2 separate regions of the Macaca mulatta genome follow, and region 1 is linked to region 2. A link is a contact called in public Hi-C data. All regions are on one chromosome and are shown on one strand. Each heading gives the region's core, a stretch centred on a gene start, on an enhancer-like site or on the middle of the called end of the contact. The rest is flanking DNA. Distances are from core to core; before and after follow the strand shown.

What was found. A called contact is a pair of places that touch in the nucleus more often than the background predicts.
Region 1: a contact with region 2 is called in a Hi-C map of fetal cortex germinal zone, with 3 times the contacts expected there. The contact joins the promoter of MSMO1 here to the promoter of KLHL2 in region 2. A contact is called at or near these places in 4 of 14 Hi-C or Micro-C datasets (cortical neurons, fetal cortex germinal zone, fetal cortical plate and 1 more).

What each region holds. Positions count from the first base shown.
Region 1 is chr5:173,879,750-173,884,111 of T2T-MMU8v2.0, reverse strand. MSMO1 (methylsterol monooxygenase 1) reads right to left here and starts at 2,057. Exons shown (of 6, transcript NM_001260803.1): 1 at 1,993-2,057.
Region 2 is chr5:173,762,052-173,766,169 of T2T-MMU8v2.0, reverse strand. It overlaps KLHL2 (kelch like family member 2), which reads right to left and starts at 1,729. Exons shown (of 14, transcript XM_015139450.3): 1 at 1,388-1,729.

The DNA.
Region 1 (4,362 bases), core at 808-3,307, 120 kb before region 2:
GACGGTTGAGGCAGGAGAATTGCTTGAACCTGGGGGGCTGAGGTTGCAGGGAGCTGAGATCCCGACACTGCACTCCAGCCTGGGCAACAGAGCGAGACTCCGTCTCAAAAAAACAAACAAACAAAAAAATCGCTATGGATCTCCAGTTGCCAAACTCAATAAACTCTTTGGTTTTTGTAGTTTATTTTATTTGACTAATCTGGAAGATTTGATATTTCTCTTCTTGAAATACTGCCTTTCCTTGGTTCTTGGAACTCAAATGCATTCACTCTGACAAGTATTGTGCATTCATTGTGCCAGCTGCTGCCCTTACCCCTGAGTTCACAAAACACAAAATTTAGTGAGGAATAACAACTAGTGTCCAAACCATCAAAAATTAGGTGATAAGAAAAATAAAGGGGGGAATACACAGTGCTATGAACTTCTAGAGAAAGGTGCTATCTAAACTGAGACCTAGAACAGGAGAGGAAACTGACAAGTTAAAAAATAGAGCGAGGGAGAGAGGGTCAAGGGAGGGGTTTTGCACAGAGAGAACAGCACTCCAAAAACTCAACCAGGAGAGTAGAAAGAATATGAGAATTCAAGCTGGAAAGTTTCCCAATAATGCCTTCCTTACTCCCTTCTAACGATTCTAGATGGTCTTGGGTGATCTTAACTATTTTCTGTTTTAAAAATACGCTGATATCCATCCTTTCTACCTCTTGCCCTCTCCCCTAAACTCCAGGATCTGATTATCCAAGTTTACTGGTCATATCCAATCAGAGAGTTCAGAGGCACACGAACTCACTCAGCAGGTCCAAAGGTTCAGTACGTGCTCCTCACAAACCCCGCCCAAATGCTAGACCACCTTTAATGCTTAATTCTCAGACATAAAGTTTTAAGTGTCTCCCATCTCTGCTGCCTTGATTAAGTCTTCCAACTCTTACCCAATTTAGAAACACTTGGTTTACTTAACATTCAGGAACTTACTTTTCACAAAGGAGCAAGGGAATGGATATATTGTTGCTAACTGATTAAGGAATTAAAGAGGAGGGGGAAACGAGGTCTTGGAAAATTGAATTTCCTTTTGCTTTACTCATTCTTGGGCAACCTAAATGACTGGAAGCGTACTCTGGAGCAGGCTGACTAGATAAATTTAGTTATTTGTGGATTCTCAGAAACCTTGAAGTTTAGCTGTCAGCCAGTCTCTGTCCTTTGGCACTTTAAAACGGATTTCACCAGCTCCTTCATTTTCTGGACTTGCCCTGCCTCCAAGCTTGCCCTTCTTAAACCTTATCTCTAAGATGCAATGCCAGGATCTATATAAATCTAAACATAAGAAATAAGCTCCTTAAAACACTCAAAGTTCAAGGGAGTGCTTGCCCTAAGCATAAAGATCAAGCCCCTCTGTGATTGATGCACACGAGGCCCTTCCAGACTTCTTCACTCTTCATTTGTTACATTCTCGCCATCCTACACTTCACATTTTTACAGTATCTGATCACCCATGGTTGCTACTGCTTCATTCCTCTCTGCCCACGGAAATATCGTTCCCTTACAGGTGATGTCCTCCCATCCAACTCCTAGTCACCCTTCAGCAACCTCCTCTCGGACGCCCTTCCCACCCCCCTACTCCCAAAGCACATTACATCTTACCTCCTTCCAGTGTTTCCTGCTTTTGTATAACTTTCGCCAAGCTACCACCCTGTGCTGCAACTGTCTTCTACGTCCCATCTCCCGAAGACAACACTCTTTAAAGGGCAAGAAACATGTCCTAGCCTAGTTCCATCACTGAAGAATTTCACTCCGTTTTCCTCCTTTCTAGCACGTACCTTCCCTAGGCCCACCTTGACTCCAGTCTCCCTCCGCCCCTTCTCGGGTACCACTGCCAGCGTCCGGCCCAGCGCGCGCATCCGCACCCCGAACCCGCTCCCCTCGATCTCACGGAGCACCGGGTGGGAGCCCACCTGCTGCCCCTTCCTCACTCACGAGCCACTCCCCCGACCCCCTCACCTGAACGGCCGCGAGATGACTGCCGGCCACCGTCACCCAGGATCAGCCAGGTGTTCCGACCTCGGAACTTGCCTCGCCCGGCTCGGGGGTGGAGCCCGGTGGGCCAGGCGCTCAGTCCTGTCGTTATTGGCCTGCGAGGGCTCCCGCCCCGTCTTCTCGGCGCGGTGATTGGTCTGTGCAGTTGCCGACATCGTGTGACTCGCGCGAAGGAGCCCCTGGCGGTCCCAGCCATTGGCTCCGCGGATGGAGTGAGGATAGTGAGACCCGCAGGGCCAGCCAATGGCAGGCGTCGCGGGGCGCCAGGAGGCGCGGAAGCGTGAGAGCGCGTCACGGCGTGAGGGGGCGGGCACAGACGGATGGCCGCCCTGCCCTGCCGCGCGGAGTCGCCTTGGCAACTGCGGTCCCAGCAGATTGGCAGTCAGAGCCTGCGCTGTGCTGGGGCGAGAGTGTCGGGCCAGCCGCCGTCCCAGGACTTTTATTTCAACTGTGACCTGTGTAGCAGCCGCAACTCCCAAACCCGGGAGGAAAAGAGTATAAATGAGTCTTAAAATCTATGTTGACTGTTTTGTGTTGCTAGACACCCTTGCCTTTTTCTGGTCTACCTTTTAGATTTAGATCTTTCGTCTCCCTTGTTTCCCCAGCCTACGTATCCTTTAATAAATCCCTGTATTTTGAAAACGGAGAATTTCAAATGCGATTATCGTCATTTTGCAGAAAGATTTAAAAAGATTGAACATCAAGGGAGATTTCGGCTCCCAGGACCTTGACCTCGCTACGTGAGCTGAAAACGCCCAGGTGATGTTGCAGTTGCTGTGCTGGACGATGAGGGCCCAGGGGCGGGGGCCTGACGCAGGTCTTTGCAGCTCTAAGCTCAGTTTACGCCATCTCTCAACATTAAAATATTGTGTACTGGGGTATAATAATAAAACTGTGTACAGATGCATAATATACTAAAACTTTCACTTAAAGGAAAAGGGGCCTTTAAAGAAAAAACCGCACAGGGGCATCATTTGGGCTAGTGAAGGCCCTTTTTCCTCCATCTTTATTAAGGTATAATTTACAAAAATTGTGTTTACGGCGCACATATGATGTTTTGATTATGTATATGTCAAATCTACACAGCTTCTGAAAACAGAATACTATTGTTTCACTCCTCCATGCTTTTGCTTAAACTGGCCCTTCTGCCTGGAATAATCAGCCATCTCCACGCCGCCCCATCAATTCAGGTGCTATCTCCTTGAGGAAGTTCCCTCCTGAAAAGTGTGTTTTTTAGATTCAGTGTGACCTGTACTCATTCGTCTACCCCTTATGTTTGGCACACACATTCTTTCTAAAGTATCATGACAGAGGTCACGTCAAATGAAAAGAAATGGGATCTGTCCCTTGGTTGTGTCAGCCCTGTCTTTAGGATGCCTTTAGAGTGGTGTCTGAAACCGTCCCTACATAGTTCATCAAATTAATCTGGGAAAAAGGGGTGGGGGGAACGAAAATAAACCAAGCTTGCGGCACACTGAGGATTAATCATTAGGTCAACTTGCTGTCTGATCCCTTCCTCATAATTGTTTGCCTATTGCTTCAGAATCATGTAGACCCTGTTACAAGGTTATAGTTTCCCCTAACTGCTCTACAGACAACTTGAATATTATGAAACGTTGAGTTTGTGCTTTGAGATAATCTTTCAGGTCCTTCATGCTGATGAAACTACGGACTCAGCTGGTCTGAAGGACCACAAGGAGCTGACTCACCAAAGAATGCAGTTCCCACATCCTGATGATTTCATCCCCCTTACCTGAGCCAATCAACGACCCTAATTTTCCAGCCTCTTGCCCTCCAGGATCCCCTTAAAAACCCCAATACAGAACTCCTCGAGGAGATGAATTTGAGGGTCTCCTCCCATCTCCTCTCAGTGCCCTGCCATCACTAAACTCTTTCTCTGCTGCAAATCTTGCTGTCTCAGTGTATACTGTGCAGTGGGCATATGAATCTGTTGGTCCTGTAGTGGATACTGTGGCACACCACCCAGATCCCCCCTCTTCAAGACCTAAGCAGGCATTCCTCCAGCTGCTGAGTACTGCCAAAGAGAAGCACCTCTCCCCAGGGGTATACCCCCTTTCTGGGGAACAGCTAGTCAAGCAACTGGTTGAAACGGGGGTATAAAAGCCCTTAAACCAATGTAGGACTACTTTGCTTGAGCATCCCAGCTCCAGAGGTCCCCATCCTATTGGTTGTGTGATGACTGAACTTTCACCCAACTTTTCTCTCTTCCCAAATCTGCTATCCCCTATCAGGTAAGCATCAATAGAACCCACTGTCGAGCCAGACTTCCTAGGCTTGGCATTTTATCAGCAGTGGGTAAGTTACTTCTCTGTC
Region 2 (4,118 bases), core at 480-2,979:
CCGTGTGTTCATGCTGCTGATGTAAACCATCCACCATCATATTTCCTACGAGTTCAGGTGCCTTCCTCCAGCCTGCTGAAGAACATGACCAAATCTCACAGCCCTCAAAGCCACAGCTATCGAGAGGTGACTAAGCCCCTGCTTCTGTCAGCCCAGGAAGGCCAATTCAAGAGTCTTATCATCTACCCCCTAGATTTCCACGACCTGTTCCACTCAAGCTAAAAATTCTGAAACGCACTTTTAGAAACTGTCGTTTCAGAATCCTATTAGCTCTCCTTAAAGGGCTGAACATCAAAAAATTATTCAACCCAAGCCAAGTATCCTTATTTTGGCTGGAATTCTGCCAAATAACCACAAGAGGCTGGTGCGGTACAATTGGTATGGAGTGAAGCTTGCCAAATCTAACCGGAGAACGACAAGCCTCCATGAATAAGCTCTCATGAAAAGGTACACCATTCTTCAGGATGAGGTTTGTTTGCGATTTGAAAAGTCAGATTCAAAGGACTCTTGTTCCCTCCTAAGAGAAGAGGGAACCAAAATTGAAATTTTCGAAACTCCTGGGTATTTACAGTTCACTTTTACCAAGATGTTTTTAAAACTAAAAACTAGAATTTTTTTTTTAAAAAAAAACCTTTTTCTGAATAATGCAATAATGTCTTCTACATAATGTTTCAGCTATTATTTCTAGAAAGTAATTCTGTTGCCAGTGATCTTGAATGTACTTGGGTACCAAAGAAAAAAGACACCTGTGCCTGGCAGGTCGATACGCTACTAATTAGCCCGAGGTACGAAGGAAACAGAAGATGCTCTGATTTCTGGATAAAACGTTCTGCAGTGCCAGGTAAAAGAGGTCACATGCCCTGAACGACCGCCGCTCATTTAGAGTGATGCAAAAGCTCCTCGGATATTAATTTTGTTAGAAATTCGGGGAATCAAGCAACCTAGAATCAATTCATTTAGACAGCGGGCGACTGGTACTTTACAGTTTCCTTTTTTCAACGGACTCAGTGCATCCTAGCTTGATCTCTTATAAAGGGGTAGGCAAGCTGGGCACCAGGTGCCCAGGCATTTCAGGAAGGTACACACAGGATCGGCAGGGTCACCCATGCACAGCCCCACCCCGAATCTTCTATTCGCCCGAGATGGGGAAGACCCTTCCCCAGAAATCCTGGGCAGCGTTTTAAGTCACCGCCTGGCCAGGCTGAGTTTCCGTCCGCGTCCGCTCCGGACTGCGGGCACAGCGCCTCGTCACGCCCCGCATCTCCCACCTCCCGCCGGCCCCGGCGGCTCCAGGCGGCCGTCCCCAGAGCTGCGCCCGCGGCCAGCGACACGCGCCGCAGCGGCGCGCTTATCCGCAGCGGCGCAGCCCGCCCGCCCGCTCACTCACGCGGGAGGCAGCGGCGGCGTCTCCATTGTGGCTCCTCTCGGGCTTCAGAACGCAGGCACCGACCGCCGCCGCCAGCACCATTCCAGCCGCGGACGCCGGCACTGCCCGCCCGCCGAGCCGCGTTCCATCCGCCCCGGAGGGGGCGCCGCGCTCTCCTCACCGCGCGCCACCACCTGCGGCGGCGGCCCCCGCGGCCATGGCCGGCTCGGCCAGGCGCGCTCCGTCTACTGCGCGGCTCCCGCGCTCGCCCGAGTGCTGGGCGGCGGCGACGGGACCGGCGGGCGCGCGGGCTCAGCCACTTCCGGGTTTGGCCCCGGCCGGCGCCGACGCTGTGACGGGACTGCGATGCGGCCTCCCGCGGCTGCCGAGGACCCCTCCCTCGGCGCCTCCCCTTCCTCCTGCTGCTGCTACCGCTGCTGCTGCTGTTTCTGCTGCTTCTGGAGGCGGGCGGGCGCCAGCCGGGAGCGGGGCGGGCGTGCCCAGACCCTGGCCCGCAGGCCGGGACGCGGGCGGCGGCCGCCCACAGCGGGTCTGTGGATCTCCGGGACGGGGGCGCTGGAAAATGGGAGTGGAGGGGGTTCTCCGTGCAGAAAAAGGGCGGCCGAACGCGCGGCGTTCGGATAATGCCCGGTATCCACTTACTGCTCTGCTTCGCGGGCGTGTACACGTTATTCTTTTCATTTGAGCCTATACCCAGGGAGATGGGAAGGGTAGGCATAACCAACCAGTGCCCTTACAAATGGTGGAACTGAGTCAAGAAGAAATGATTTGCCTGTCCAGTGTCCCAAGCAAGAAGCTGTGCCTCCTCAGTGTGCTATCCATTCCTTGGACAAGTGAAGTGAGCATCTGCTAGGCAAGGTTTTAGTGCTGGGGACGTGACAGCAAAACACAGCAAGTCTCTGTGCTTGTGGAGCTGTCCATCTAGACGGGATGACAGAAACAAAGTGATGCTTACCATGAAGAACATAAATGAGGATGAGGAGAGGTAAAGAGATTTTATAAGGAGTGATCAGGGAAGGCCTCCCAAAAGGCATGAGTTAAACAGAGATGGAATAACAGGGACTTTGAGTAATGCAAAGAATGCCCAGGGCAGAGGGAAGAGCAGCGTGGAGACTGCTAAGCAAGATCCTGCCTGCTTTGTTGAGGAAGGGAAAGGAGAACAATGCAGCTGGTGGTTCTCCAAGTATGCCCGCTGGAAGCAGTAGCACCTGCGAACTTGTTAGAGATGCGAATTTTCCAGTTCCACTTTAGACCTACTGAACCAGAAACTCTGGGGGTGGGGCCCAGCAGCGTGCGCTTTAACAAGCTCTCCAGATGATGCTTGCTGGGGTCGCGAGGGTGGGAGACCCTCTAATGAAGCAGAGTGAGGTCAGGAGGACAGCGGAGGGAATGGGTGTGGCGTGGAGTAATCACAGATTACCCAGGCCTTGTAGGCCATGATGAAGGACTTGGCTTTTACTGAGATGAGAAGCAATTAGAAAGTGGTCAGTAGCTTGATCTGATCATTAAAAGGATGACTTTTCTGGGATTTGTTTGAAAATATCCCACAAAAAGACAGACAGAGGCCGGGCGCGGTGGCTCACGCCTGTAATCCCAGCACTTTGAGAGGCCGAGGCGGGCGGATCACCTGAGGTCGGGAGTTCGAGATCAGCCTGACCAACATGGAGAAACCCCGTCTCTACTAAAAATACAAAAAATTAGCCGGGCATGGTGGTGGACGCCTGTAATTCCAGCTACTCGGGAGGCTGAGGCAGGAGAATCACTTGAACCCAGGAGGCGGAGGTTGCAGTGAGCCAAGATGGCGCCACTGCACTCCAGCCTCGGCAACAGAGCGAGACTCCGTCTCAAAATTCATAAATAAACAGAAGTTCATAATACGAAGTTTGTGTGTGTGTGTGTGTGTGTTTGTTGTTGTTGTTGTTTTGTTTTGTTTTGTTTTGTTTTTTTTAAGATGACTGCTGTATGGGTAACATGCATAGTGAGGCAAGAGAGCAAGCAAGGAGATTAACCTGGCTGGGATGAAAAGTAGGGATGGCTTGGATTAGAGTCCCAGTGACTGAGAGAAGTGGTCAGGTTCTGAATCTGTTTAGAAGGTAAAGTACTCAGGATTGCTGGTAGATTCGCGTATAAAAAAGAAAGATGATCCTAAGGATTTTGTTCTGAGCTCTGGGGAGAATGGAGTTGCCCTTTACTGGGATTAGGGAGATTGAGAAAGAACAAGTATTGGAGGGCGGGGTGGACATTGTATTTGTAAACTCTGATTTAGATATGGTAAGCTTGAGATGTCTGTTAAACATCCATGTGAAGATAGGTGTAGACAATTAGATATATGTATCTGGGGTAGATACAAATTTGGAAGTTGTTAGTGTACAGATGATATTGAGATCAACTAGATTATGTAGCTAAAGAAAAGAAGTAGACCAAGAAGTAAGCCCTGGGGCACTCCAACATTAAAAAAGAAGAGGAGGAGTACTCAGCAAAGGAGATAGTAAAGGAACAACCGGGGAAATAGAAGGAGATCCAAGGCAGGTGTCTTGGCAGCCTAGTGAAGGGTTCCAGAAAAAAAAAACAACAACCACCTTAGTACACTTTAGCATGAAGACTTTTCTGTATGATGGTTCTGTTCAGAGCCATAATAAAACTTCCTACTTTACAACGTTGTTTTCAGAATTAAATGGAATAATTGATGTAAAGTACATAGGACATAAATGTATAATGGAAGCACTTAATA